Regions from separate parts of the Ovis aries genome. Here region 2 is linked to region 1. The links are chromatin contacts, called in public Hi-C maps. All regions are on one chromosome and are shown on one strand. The core of a region is the stretch at or near the end of the contact, and the rest is flanking DNA. Distances in the headings are between cores, read along the strand shown. Region 1 overlaps LOC105604676 (a long non-coding RNA gene). Region 2 overlaps PARN (poly(A)-specific ribonuclease).

What was found. A called contact is a pair of places that touch in the nucleus more often than the background predicts.
Region 2: a contact with region 1 is called in a Hi-C map of liver, with 4 times the contacts expected there. The contact joins two enhancer-like sites. A contact is called at or near these places in 8 of 16 Hi-C or Micro-C datasets (hypothalamus, liver, mixed tissues and 4 more).

What each region holds. Positions count from the first base shown.
Region 1 is chr24:13,746,064-13,752,479 of ARS-UI_Ramb_v3.0, forward strand. It overlaps LOC105604676 (a long non-coding RNA gene), which reads left to right. Exons shown (of 5, transcript XR_009598387.1): 2 at 4,362-6,416. Among named protein-coding and RNA genes, the nearest start is that of TRNAT-CGU, 31 kb to the left of the region's middle. Within about 2 kb of position 2,343, at least 6 of the 54 cell types and tissues checked have an H3K27ac peak or open chromatin away from gene starts, as enhancers often do. A contact at or near this core is called in liver, where this site is marked.
Region 2 is chr24:13,953,282-13,959,803 of ARS-UI_Ramb_v3.0, forward strand. The region is part of intron 21 of PARN (poly(A)-specific ribonuclease); the gene reads right to left. Among named protein-coding and RNA genes, the nearest start is that of BFAR, 100 kb to the right of the region's middle. Within about 2 kb of position 2,395, at least 4 of the 54 cell types and tissues checked have an H3K27ac peak or open chromatin away from gene starts, as enhancers often do. A contact at or near this core is called in liver, where this site is marked.

The sequences.
Region 1 (6,416 bases), core at 1,093-3,592:
AACAAAACATCGCTGAAATCATGAACTGCAGTTACATTAGGTTTGCCTGCTTGCCCCCACATGGAACTGCAGTGTTTCTTTGCAGTTCTGTTATCCTGGATCTTAGTTATTTTATAAGAAACTCTGGATAATGTGTTATCAGGGAATTCTTTAAGGCAAGGGTGATGGGAGTACAAATGTCCCTCCCATTAACCTTATTAAGTGCTGTCAATTTACACACACACACACCCCTACCCTCCAGTTGTAACCTATATGGATTTTCACATATCTTAAGTTTATTTATTTGCAAACCTGGATTTCAATCAGGTGTTCACAGCAGGTCATAGAAATGGGAGCTGTACCTGAAAAACTTTTGAACACAAAGTCCCTAATAGAACATTCGAGTTGAATAGAAATGGCATGTAGACACACTGTTGACATGTGCGCTCCTGGGGCCTTGGCAAAAACCAGTTCTTTACTTTTTAGAGTTCTTTCCCTTTGGTATGGGACACGATGAAACAGCACAATTTTCAGAAGTCCACAATCCCAGCGTGGCTGGGCGATGGGAAATTGTCACGTTGTGAATTGCTGAATCGTCACCCCCCATCGTAGTGCCAGAGAGCTGACTGTCAGGTCCTATTTGCTTTGCTAAATAAGGACATCTCACCAAATTAGCCTCTAATGATACTTCTACAAATAGGGTGTTTTACGTGAATTAACGAGGCCGGAACACCAAATGTCGCGCCAAGATACTGAGCTCTAATCGCAGCGATGAAGCTGCATGTTAAAATGACTGAATTGTTAAGTGTGGAAAATCAGAATTGAGTGCTGAATGTGAGCCGGGGGCTGCTTTAATGTGAGCATTTGCAACAGGAAAGCCCCTGCTTACACTCAGCCCTCTGAAAGGGTGCGCGTAATTATGAATACGGTAAGCAAACTATGCCCCCCTCCCCCTGCAACACACACACACCTCCCTGCCCCAAGCCTGGAAACAGGCATAGTAGTATGGTGAAGAGATTATAAATCAGGACTTTGCAGTGAGAAGTGGTCATTAATTCGGCAAAGAATCACAGTTTCTTTTCATATTCTGACCACTGCCCTCCCCCCTACCCAACCAATAAGAAAAAAAATAGCTCAAAGGTGGAACTGCTGAATACATTTCAGTGTTTCTCCTTTTGCTCCCCTGTGTGAAATTTCACTAATCAGATGTCATCCCAACCCCGCCCCACCAAGTGGATTTCAAAAACAAAAAATAGCAACTTTGAATTTCAGTCTTAGCAAGACAAGCTATAGCGACTCCCCTAGGGGGAAAAATGTTTCAATAGAAAAGAATATAGAGTAGCTGGGGTGTGTGTGTGTGAAATATTTAGAAGAGGGGCTCCAATGAAACTCCTACTTCCTTAAAAATAAAACAGTGCATTTCTGACTCAAGCCAATGAAAGCTGAAAAAGTCCCTAAGGGAGCACTCTTCTCTATTTCTTGCTTCTCAGCCTCCCACCCCCTGAGATTAAGAGCAGAAAGAAGAGTCTGGCCAGAGAAATTTACAGCTTCCTAATAGTAGACCAGCTCAGCCTCTTGCAATTGCGATTGCAGAGCAAATACAGCTATTTTAGGCACGAGGATAGAGATGGATCTGATGAAAAGTGAAGGCAAACTTGGTCCTTAGACTGACTTGCCAGAAAGGGCATCCTCCAGTAAAATAATCCATTTTCTTTCTTGCTCAGCATCCCAAACTTGGGAAAATACAGAGTCCTTTTTGCTTCTCATATGGGGAACAAGGTGAAAGTAAGCACCTAAGAAAAACACCTGTGCAAATGCCATATAAAAACGATCACAGACTTTAGGCCTAGTGGTCGCACAGGCTTTTCAGTCAAAAGGGTGCATGTAGAAGAGAGTTTGGAAGGAGTGGATCTGGGGTCCAAAGTCCCCCCCCAACAAGTTCTCTTTCCCAGCAACCTCCATTGTAGGGGGGGCTGCGTAAATATTTACAAAGCTTTCAAGTTTCTGATTTTACATCATCTTCAGGATATAAAACATTTGAGTTGAAGGAACCCCAAAGCAAACCGCTTTCTCAGCGTCTCCGGAAAGGCTGCACCACTAGCATGAAAAGGGAGCACACCTGGGAAATGAAGACTCATGTCGGTGTCCCAGGAAAGCCATTGGCAAAAGGCACTGGGAAGAGGGTGGCAAATTTAGGATTTGCTGGAGGCTTGGGCCCAGGCTGGGGGGAGAGCCCGAAGTGGCTGCGCAGCGCGGCGTGAAAGCTTTCTGAGAGACATGCCGAAAACCAGACTCCCTGGTTGGAATAACCTGTGAGATCAGTGCCTGGGCCTGTTGGCATCTCTGCCCAAAACAGCCTGGACCGCCGCCAGCCCAGGCCTGAGCGTGGCCTTGGAGCCACCACCGGAGCCCAAACAAGCCCCAGACAGGTGCTCAGGGGGTCTCTCCTGCTGCGGCCCTCAGTGGGCACACAGCATTTCTTGGCTAGAAGGGGAGCAGCGGGTTGTGTGTTGGTGGGGGCGGAAGCTTAGGCTCTTGAGAACAGCCTCCCCAGAGGCTCTTCGGGATTGACTGTCCCAGTTACCAGGTGGCCTCTGCGGAGGGCAGAACCCAGCTTTGCTCAGCAGGCTAGCAGGTTCCAGGCCCTAGAGCGCTGAGCTTTCTCTCCACCCTCCCTCCAGGCTGTGATCCTGCCATTCAGGGTGGGCCGAGGGAGGAATGGCACGGGGCCAGCCCCAGAGCAGGGACACATCGAAGCCACCGTGCAAGCCACCCCATGTGGGTGTGTTTTCGCATGCCTTTTCCAGCCAGAGGCCGCCCCGTCCACCTGGGGTCCTGAGCCCTCTTGTTTCAATCCAAGTACAGAGAAGACCCACGCCAGAAGGGCAAGGCTGCAGCCTGAAAGTGGGGAGAAGGCTATGGCAGGTCATCCGAGGGCCAGGAGGGAGGGTCAGGGGGGTAGATGAGGGGCCCTGCGTCTGAGCCAGCCCTCTGGGGGTCGGAAAAGAGAGAGAACTGGGTGGTCCCTGCGGGATAAAACACGCAGCAAAGAAGCCTGCTCAGCCTTGGCACCGGGACGCCCCCTCTGGGGGGTGGTGCACCCCGCCCTGAGCCAGCCAATCCCACGGGCCTCCCATTTGGCCTCAGTAACTGGACTCCAGGCCACCAAAAGGCTGGTGGGTTCCTGATTGTATGTCTTCGAATGGCATTAAAAGGTCCAGACCAGGCACTCATAGGCCAGGCCATATTTAGCTTCAGGTTCACCCGGAGAATATTTTAGGTGCTGTTTGAAAGGCGAGATCTGGGCCCGGTTGCCGGCTGTCACATGGCAAGTGTAGGACGGCTCCCTTGCGGGCCTGGCCGGTGGGTGCTGATGGCCACGGATGCCTGAGTCCCTGTCAGAGTGCCAGGGCCACGCGACGCGGTGCCAGGGAGCCAGGGAGCACCCGGGTCGTGGGTTCTGTGTCCGCAGGGCTTTTCGCCCCATTTTTCACTCTGATGGCAATAAGGCCACTTCCATTCACAGAACTCACAGAGGCTGTTTTCAGCCCCTTCTTCCCCGATGGCCCAGTGTGATATGCCAGCTTGCTGAGCGAGCAACTGCCTCCTCCTGTGTCAGCAACAATGGAGTGGTTAACCCTTTCAAGGCCGGGGTAGGGGGGACAGGGTACTGACTGGCTAGGGGGAGGGCCCTGTCCCCAGAGACCCTTGGAGGTCACACATCCCAGGGAGCCCCTGCCCTTGATTTCTTGAGTCTGCACCGTGGACCTTAACCGTGATTTTCCCACTCTGGCCCCATCGGTGATAACCACCAGGCTCCCTGACCCAAGCTCTCACCCTCACTTGTTCGTACAGCCCTGGAAATCCCTGCTTGCTTGTATCCTCATCCGTGTTTCTGAGCTGATAACTTTCCACATCCCAAAGAAAAGAGAAATGGAAGGATCCGTGATTCACTCAGATTAGTAAGGAGGGTTGGGAATAATAATCATTCATGGTCTGGGGGAGATGGCCCCAGGCTCCCTAGAATCACTTGACCTGAGGGACTGATCCTTATCACCTGCCCTGGGATCCCAGATCCTGGTTTTCTGGACATGGGGGAGGTGCATCTGTATGGAACCCGTGGAGACCTATTTAGCCAATTCTTAGCCTTTAGGGAGCCTAGGTGGAGCCACCGCCGTGGACCAGGGAAAGCGTCGGCTTGTCTCAAGTTTGCTCTAACTATCTGCATTTTTTCCTTTTTAGTTTTGGCTCTTGGGGTTCCAAGAGCCCTCACTTCCTGCCCAGCTGGTTGGTTACCGCAGGGAAAATGAGGGACTTTTGGGGGCAGATGTGTTTGCATTCCACTATCATAATGCCCCTAAAAATCCTTATTGCTCTTGCAGTATTCCTCGGGGGTCCTTGGGCCAGCCACGGCAGCTGAGTTTCTCCAGCAACTAAAAGAAGAGAGAAAGATGTTCTCCCCCTGCCCCCACCCCAAACCCTCCTTTCTGGTCCCTGGGAGTGCGCCCCTCGTGGCACTGAGAACTGGTTGGTGATCACAGCGGAAAATAAAAAAGATGCCACCCGCAGATGGTTACTAAACACACTTTTTGCCCTCCAGGGTCCGAAAGTTGGAGATGAGGCTTGGGAAACAGGACAACTGCGGCTGCTGTCTGCGTGTGCTGTGGGGGCTCGTGGCGGGGAAGGTGGGGAAGAAACAAGTGTTACCTGTTTGACAAGGCTGGTTCACATTTAGCCTGGGCCTTCCAGCAGGGCCTCTGGGCTCCTCACCTTGGCAGAAGCCCTGGACAGTCATGACTGGCTCACCGGCTTCCCCAAATCAGCCCACTTTCCCACCCTCTGCCTCAGTTTCCTTCCCCCATGCTCCAGCCTGAAAGGGTTCTCACTTGTACCTGCCATGTTATTGTGAGTTCAAGTGATAGACAGGCTCAGAAGGCGCTGGGAAAGTGAGGATAAGCATTACACATGAAAGCTGTCTGTGCTGATACTAATACCTGCCGCGCAGGCAGAGACAACTCAAGACAGGAGCAGGACTGCGGTCCAACATATGCACAGGTTTCTGCAATCCTGGAATCAGGCAGCCCCAGCTCTGCAGCTCTTGCAGTGTGTCACCCCCCTAGGCAAGTGACTCAGCCTCTATGGACCTCCATTGCCTCTCATAGGAAACCCACATTTTGGGATAGAAGTTTCTCAAGTCTGATAGGCACAGGATTTTAAGTAGTTCCTGGCTAGAGATGTAAATTCTTCGAACAGGTATTTCTTTCGTACAGCCGATTTTTACTATGGCGAGCAGTTGGCTTTCAGTTTAGGGTTCCGAGGAGGAGGGCTCTTTTCTTTTTACATCAATTTCTTGCCTGGAGAATCCCCATGGACAGAGGAGCCTGGCGGGCTACATCCATGGGATCGCAAAGAGTCAGACATGACTGAGCGACCAAGCACAGCACAGCGTGTAAGATAAAGAGGGTGAGCTGCTTGCAAGGAAACATTCAAGCAAAGGAAAGTACAGGTGGCAGGATGGGGCAGGACTCAAGATGATCCTTTGTAAAGTTTCATCTGCCTTTTCTTTTGATCCTGGCTTGTGGGATCTTAGCTTCCGGATTAGGGACTGAACCTGGGCTCTCAGCAGTGAGCGCTCGGAGTCCTAACCACTGGGCCACCTGGGATGTCCCCATAGTCCACTTCTTTAGAATTCTCATTTGTCTTAGGGATTTTCCGCACCCGTGGAGTTGGTGTGCCACTTCCAACCTGTGGTGGGCTCCACCTGTGACAACCTGGGTGCCACGAGTCTCCCCCCGCCAACTCCTGCCCTGCATGCCAACACCAGTGAGATGCCTCGGATCTCTGCCCCCACACCCACCCATAGCTCTGATTGGTCTCTTATTTTAGGATCTTGCTACCCCAGTGCCCTCTTTCCTGGCCAGGGCACCTCTCTGAGCCTCAGTTTTCTCTGTGCAATGGGGAGAATAGTTACCCACCCCCCCAGAGCAGTGTGAAGATCCAGAACTCAGTTGGGCAGCTCTGGTGGCTCACAAACAGGGCACAGCTCAGAAGGCGGTGGGCACCGGTGGCCCTGGGATGGGCAGGGGCACAGTGGCACGCGTGGCCTGGAGGGGCACTCCTTGGACAGGCTGCTGCCCGGCCCGGCCATCCTCTCCCCGCCCACCCCCTGGGATGGGGAAACAGCGGGCACTGGGTCTCAGCCAGCAGGGGCGGGTCTGGTTTCACTTTCTGCTGTGTCATGGGGTGGGGGGTGGCATCAGGGCCCAGCTGGCCAGCTGGGGCGGGCATCAAGAGGCTGGCGGACAGCTGGGGCCCAGCTGCCAGAGCACAACCTGTGCTCTTGCCCTTCTGCCTGCTGGGCTGGGGGCTGGGCCCCAGGGATTCCCTGTGAATGCCCCTTACCCGCCGCTGCCCCCTGCCTTGCACAGTGGGAGAAC
Region 2 (6,522 bases), core at 1,145-3,644, 210 kb after region 1:
ACACACTTGGAATATTTGTAAAAAGTGACCAAGTCACGGAGCAACACTTGACAAATATCATGGACTATCCTTCCAACTCAGGAGCCTCAAGAGATGTGGGTTCAATCCCTGGGCTGGAAAGATCCCCTGGAGGAGGAAATGGCAACCCACTCCAGTATTCTTGCCAGGAGAATCCCATGGACAGAGTCCACGGGGTTGCAAAGAGTAGGACATGACTGAACAACCGAGCATGATCTTAACCACATTTCCTAACGTGAAGTCATAGAACCAGAAATGCTCTGGTGGGGATTGGGGTGCAAGCAACAATAATCTCCACTTTCTGCCCCTTTCCTCTAAATACAGAGAATCTGCCCTCCCACTAACCTAAAATTAATATTGTATATGTGTAGAGAGTGAGCTCTACTGAGGAAAAATTATACATTTCTGGAGAATGTGATTGTGCCTCTTAATATCAAAGACACAGAAACAGCTAACTGCACGGCCAAACGGAACCTGCTTGTGTCTGCGTGCCTCCAGGGAGTGATGCGAGGATTAGGGAGATAAAAGGACCAAGTCATTCAAGGGAGCCCAGATGCAACACAGGGGCTGATTGTAGCCTGTGAGCTTTATTTAAATTCTCTTTTTCCTTAGCCTAACACACTGAAAACATTTCATGAGCTGTTGTTTTCCCAAGGCAATTGCCTAGTTATGAATTTTCTGTTTGGTTTTGTTTTTCCTTATCAGAAAGGAAGCTCTAAAAGAAGAGCTGAGGCCTGAAGACAAACTAGTATATTATCATACTCCTGGTCCACCCCGAGCAGTTTAGATAATCAAGATTCATTACTAGGTACACGTTCCTGTCCCACACATGAATTATGAAAAAAGATCTTGACTCCAAGGGGCAGCTGTTCACTGCTGCTGCTAAATTGAGGCATTAGGAGTATTCGATTTACCAAGACAAGGAGACAAAGATCAAGCTCTAACATAATCACTTTTCAAAATGCTTGCAAGCATTTACAAGGTAGGGGAAGGACTAGACTAGGAGGGATGCGTACATGCTAAGTCACTCAGTCATGTCCGACTCTCTTATGACCCCATGGACTGTAGCCCACCAGACTCCTCTGTCCATGGGGATTCTCCAGGCAAGAATACTGGTTGCCATTTCCTCCTCCAGGGGATCTTCCCAACCCAGGGATCCTGTGACTTCTGCATTGCAGGTGGATTCTTTACCACTGAGCCACCAGGAAAGCCTAGGAGGGATAAAGTTTCCTTTACTCAAATTAGAAATCTAACAAAAATTTAGAGAAAAGTCTTTAAATGTACCTAAAATACTTTACCGAAAACATTTTATCTCCACTTACATATAATTTTCCAAACAGTATTCTATTAAAATGTTTCCGTAGCAATACTAAAAATGACTACCAACTGCTTGTAAAAATTTCTCTAAGGAGTTAACATCAACAAAATATAACCATCGGTGCCATTCCGATCCTGCCCTGTGGTGTTTGTGTGTATCTTTCCTCATTCGGATCCATTAAATCTTTTTATTACCAGACAACATAGCAGAATTTTATACATATGTGTAAAAACTGCAACTCTTAACTTTATTCGTACATCAAAATGAATCTCTCCTTTAAATACAGCCCAACACAGCACACGTTACGGCAAGGAAGGCAGCTCCCTCCAATTAATTCTCAGTAATTTCATGAGAAAGAGGAGGAGAATTTAAACAATAACAGATATTTTCCAGAACAAACACTACTAGCACTACTTTAAAAAATATATATGCACACATGGGGGTCGCAAACGAAGTAGTTCCTTGTTTCTGTTTGTCTGAAGTTATCCAAAAGACTCGGAGGTAATCTCACTGTGGAATTTCAGTTGAAAGATCTCTCAGAAAAACACAGAGATTAAGTTCCTATGCCTTGCCTCTCTTACTAAAAGTGACCCTCCACAGATGAGGAAGTAAATGCATCAGTGGATAAAGGCTATTCTCTGCCAAAGAGTGAAACAGATGACCCCCACCCATCTGCGAGATAAGGATGTGTCTGGGAAGTGCAGGAAGCCACGTCTGAAGTTGTCCCAGACCTGTCAGTTTCAATACTTAATACTGATACGGTCTCGTCAATGCAGCAGTCACAGAAGGGACAAATCCTCTCAGCCAGCGAGGCGAGGCGTCCATCATTCTCAGACGGGTAGGGGGCACACACCCCACCTGCAAGAAAAGTCAAGAGTGGCTGTGTGTGCAACAAGCTCCCAGCCAGGCGCGTGAAGGCAGCGATGTGCCAGCCGAGCAGTGTGCTGGGGCACAGCCTGTCCACCACATCCACTGTCGCTCAGCCGTGAAGGCATCCCACATGCCACACAACCGGTCAGAGCTGCTCAGTAAATCCGGGGAACTGATTAGCCTAACAGACTTACAAGTGACACTTTAATTATGGGCTCTACTCAGGGAAGACTGGACTCCGTGTTCTGTGTACAGAGGTGAACAGAACGGTTGTGTAATGGGACAGCAAGTCCCCTTTCAACCAAATCTGCCGCACGTTACTTTCTCTAAGTACCTAGCAGAGGGATTAAGTGAGTCCTCCACAGTCTTTTACTCTTCTCCCACCCCAGGCCCCTTCCCTTCTAAGAGGGACCAACATGCAAGCTAAATTCTGTGGAAATGAAGAGGCTGGCGAGGTGAACCACACATCCCGGGTTTTCTCAAACCTCACCACACAATGAAAAAGGTGAGGTGGAAACCCACAAGAAGATTCATCTGCAGAACTAAGGTGTCAGAAAAAAGAAGAAATAAAGCAAATCATCTTCAATAAAAGTCAAATGCAAGAGTTGTAGGAATTACAGGCACAGATGTCCAACATACAATCTCGATCCTTTAGCTATACAGCCATAATAAGAACAAATGCTTAAAGTCGCGATACCCTGAGGAGATGGCTCTTGGTAACCCAGCTCACCACATGAAGCTCCTTGGTGTCCATCCACCTAATGACCCAGCACTGAGGGTGTCCCTGTGCCAGGTACCACCCGGGTCACCACTGGCGAGGCTAGGCCTCCTGCAGCAAGCCCGTCTCTGCGGCAGGGCTCCTGTCAGGCAGGAGCCAAAACCTCTCACAGCTCTCCTTGAAAAACAAGGAGCAGCCCAGAAATCCTTTTTCCCTAAGGGTGCTGCATGGAACACGCAGAGGAGAAGGGAAGGCAGAGATGAAAAGAGTCAAGTCTCGCGTTTCCGTAAGAATCCTCCAGCACTGCCACCACTCCCCGGGGGAGACCAGGGCCAGGTCCCTGCAAGCCTTGGGCCACAACACTTTCTTGAGCCAATCAACACACACGCTTGTCGTTCGTGTACTTCCATGTAAAGATACCGTATTTAAGACACGTTGCTGACTCACTACTACTGAACTGAGCAACAAGGAGCTGTAACTCATGCCTGAATGCAGCTTCTCTCACTACAAGGCACATTGGTCTTGTCGGGCCGGGAATACAGACAGCACTTTAGCCCCGTGCTAGGGGCGGGGGCATTTCAAATGGCAAAAATCACCGACAGAAAGCAGAAAAATGTGCAAAAAGTGGCAATAAATAGGCGGTGAAAAGGACCCTTGTTTACAGTATGAGCTGCACCGAGAAGCATCGCCTTGTTCAACCTCCACTGGGGACCGTGTGTGTTTGGAGAGTCACGTTTCTGCTGCTCTGCGCATGTCCGTGAATGACCACAAAAGCTCCCTGAGTGCTGATTTTGAGGTTGCAAAAAAATTTTAACGAGTAGGTGAATTCACAAACACAGAATCTGTGCATGATGAGGACTGACTGTACTTTTAAGACCATGCCCAAACCAGCCTCCCGTACTGACTCTGGGAATAAATCTGTAGACCAATCTTATAGCAATCTTACTGACTTCTGTAGGGTCCTCGGATTACTTGCCAACCTCCTGAAAAGCTGACCTCTGTTAACAGGAAGGGGCTCCAGGAGCTAGTGCAATGGGGGCCCCATGTAGGCTCCAGGGGAAACCCCTAACTACAAAGTGGGTAAATGAGGAATTAGAAGAGCAAGGCAGGAAGCCACAGGTAAGAAAGGGACAGACAATGAAAAATCATTTTGGCAGTAGTTTTGGTCTCATGTTGAAAAGGTGCACATGGAGGGTACTTTTATCTGAGAGGTACATCATTCTCCAAGTTTTACACAAGTTTCCATGTTGCGGTGATGCACACTTTTTATAGAATCAGTTCGGTAATATTATTTTAATATCGGGATTTCTGAATGGGGACGGGATAGGGTAAGAAGTGCATGTTTGCTAAGCAGATAGCGTTAAGACCATCACCTTTCTTACTGCCATCAATTCTTCCCAGCACTGATAAGTATATTTTCTCATCTTGCTTTTACAGCTGAAGGCTCAGAGAAGTTAAGTCAAGCACCCAAGATCACACAGCCAGTTTTATTCCAAGTTCATCATAGCATCCAGGTTTCTTTCAAATGGTTACAGTAAGCTGGGTAATTCAACTGTGTATCCAATGAAACAATCAACTGAGAACAGTGTTTCTGGCAAACCTGATTCAGGAGTTTTTCTCCAGGTACTCAGATCTTTTCCAAAAAGAGAGGAAATTTTCTCTCTATGGAAACTTCTCTCCTCTCTATTCATCAATCTTCATACCAAATTATGGAAGACTGCACACAGATCAAATAGCAAATAACAGAAATCTTCACTCTGACTCTTCACTCTGGCCCTGAGCAAGCACCTAAGGGAGACTCTGGTGGCAGGTTTCTCCAAGCTCCAGACTCTGAGGTTTTTGCTCCCGCAAATGCTGCCTAACTACTGCCGTACCGCATGAGGGTTACGCCGTGCAAACGGCACGCTCTATCTGTCCACACTACTTAGTGTGAATAAGCATTTAGATGACAGGGTTTACTAGGAGATGGAAAGGTGGATTAGTTGCCAGCACGACAGCACCACCTTCTGGTCGGTGACATGGAATGAAGACAAGACTCAGAAAGTCACACCTGGATTTAAAAAGCATTTCAAGTTTGGTAACCCAAAAGAGTGGCAAACTAGGAAAATTTAGTTTCCACAAAATCCAAATAATGTCAGTAATAAACAAACACCCTCATGGACCAATCCTGGAATAGAAGAAAATTTAACTGTAGGTTACTACTGGTCGACTTCCTACTTCTGGAAAGTCATGCCCAGTCTCTCAGCTCTCCCACACCACGTAGCCCATTGTTCCTATAGGAAAGAAAGGAAAGAAATTCCGTATCTTGCAGGAAAGAAATGTGAGGAAAGAAATTTCTTATCATGTCATCACCCACACTCACACCCACACACCTCTGGGTGCACAGAAAGGCTCTCTGCTGCTCACATACAAAGTCGACATCTGGTTGGGCAGCAGTACCAGGAGCCCTCAGGCTCTGGTCCTTTCCAACCATCTCTCCCACTGGTCCCAGCTGGCAGTGAGGGAGCATCACCCTCTTAGGGTTCGACAAGTTGTGGGACAGATGGAGGGATGGATGACGACACAGTATCATCTTTAGGCTCCCCCAAAGCGTGAAACTCCCTGTGCTGGAGACAGATGTTGGGTCTGAGGTCCAAACAGGGCCTCCTACCATGGCCAATGCCACCCCCTACAAAAAATTCAGACCAGAACCGTCGGCTATGCCCCAATAAAATAAAAAGTAAAAAAAAAAAAAGGGAAATTCAGACCAGGTGACCCTCCCCACCACCCGCATCAGCGAAAAGACCTGACAATTGCTGGGAGCCTCTAAAATCTAAACTATTTCCTAATCTCAAGATTAGAACAGAACCTAGCAGCTGGTTTTCCAGGCCTGCCTTCTTCAATACAATGACCCCTCCCACTGATCAAGAAGGCCCAGGGGTGTCAGCCTTTTCCTAATTTCACCATCAGCTGCCTTCCACGAGGAACAGCAAACAAGGGGGATAGAGAGGGGTGAGACATTTTGGCCACAGTATCCCTCTCTGGGTTGAGAAGCATGGAGGTCTCCACCCGATTCATGGAGACTAAGAGTGAAGGAATGAGCCTTCCTTCCAGATGCTGTCCACAGCGATCCCCAGCTCTGCTAGAGACAGGGAGCACCTGAGGACGCAGATCGTTGTCAGAGTCACCCTCAGCTGCCACGGGCTCTGCACATGGAAGAGGAGACTCTCATTACATGGAAGCTTTGCTTATCTCCTAAACTGTCTGAATTCACTTTTTTGGCCATGACCTGCAATACTACATTTTTATTACAACCCAGTACACACACACACACACCCCCCCACATGTACAGATTTATACCTGGAAAAAAGTTACATTAAAAAAAGCAAACCTATCATTATCACATGAGACTCACTCTGACATTTTCTAACTTTTTTTCTTTTATAAAAAATAGGCTGGTCACACTCACTCACTAAAACCATTTCACAGCCCAGTGAGAGGGAGCCAGCCTGACAAACCCTGTCGTAAACATTCACTCCTCTGCCTATACCAGCTCCACCTGCGCCATTCTCTCTCTCCTCTGTTAACTCAGGATCAGCCCTCTTTCAAGGACCCCACT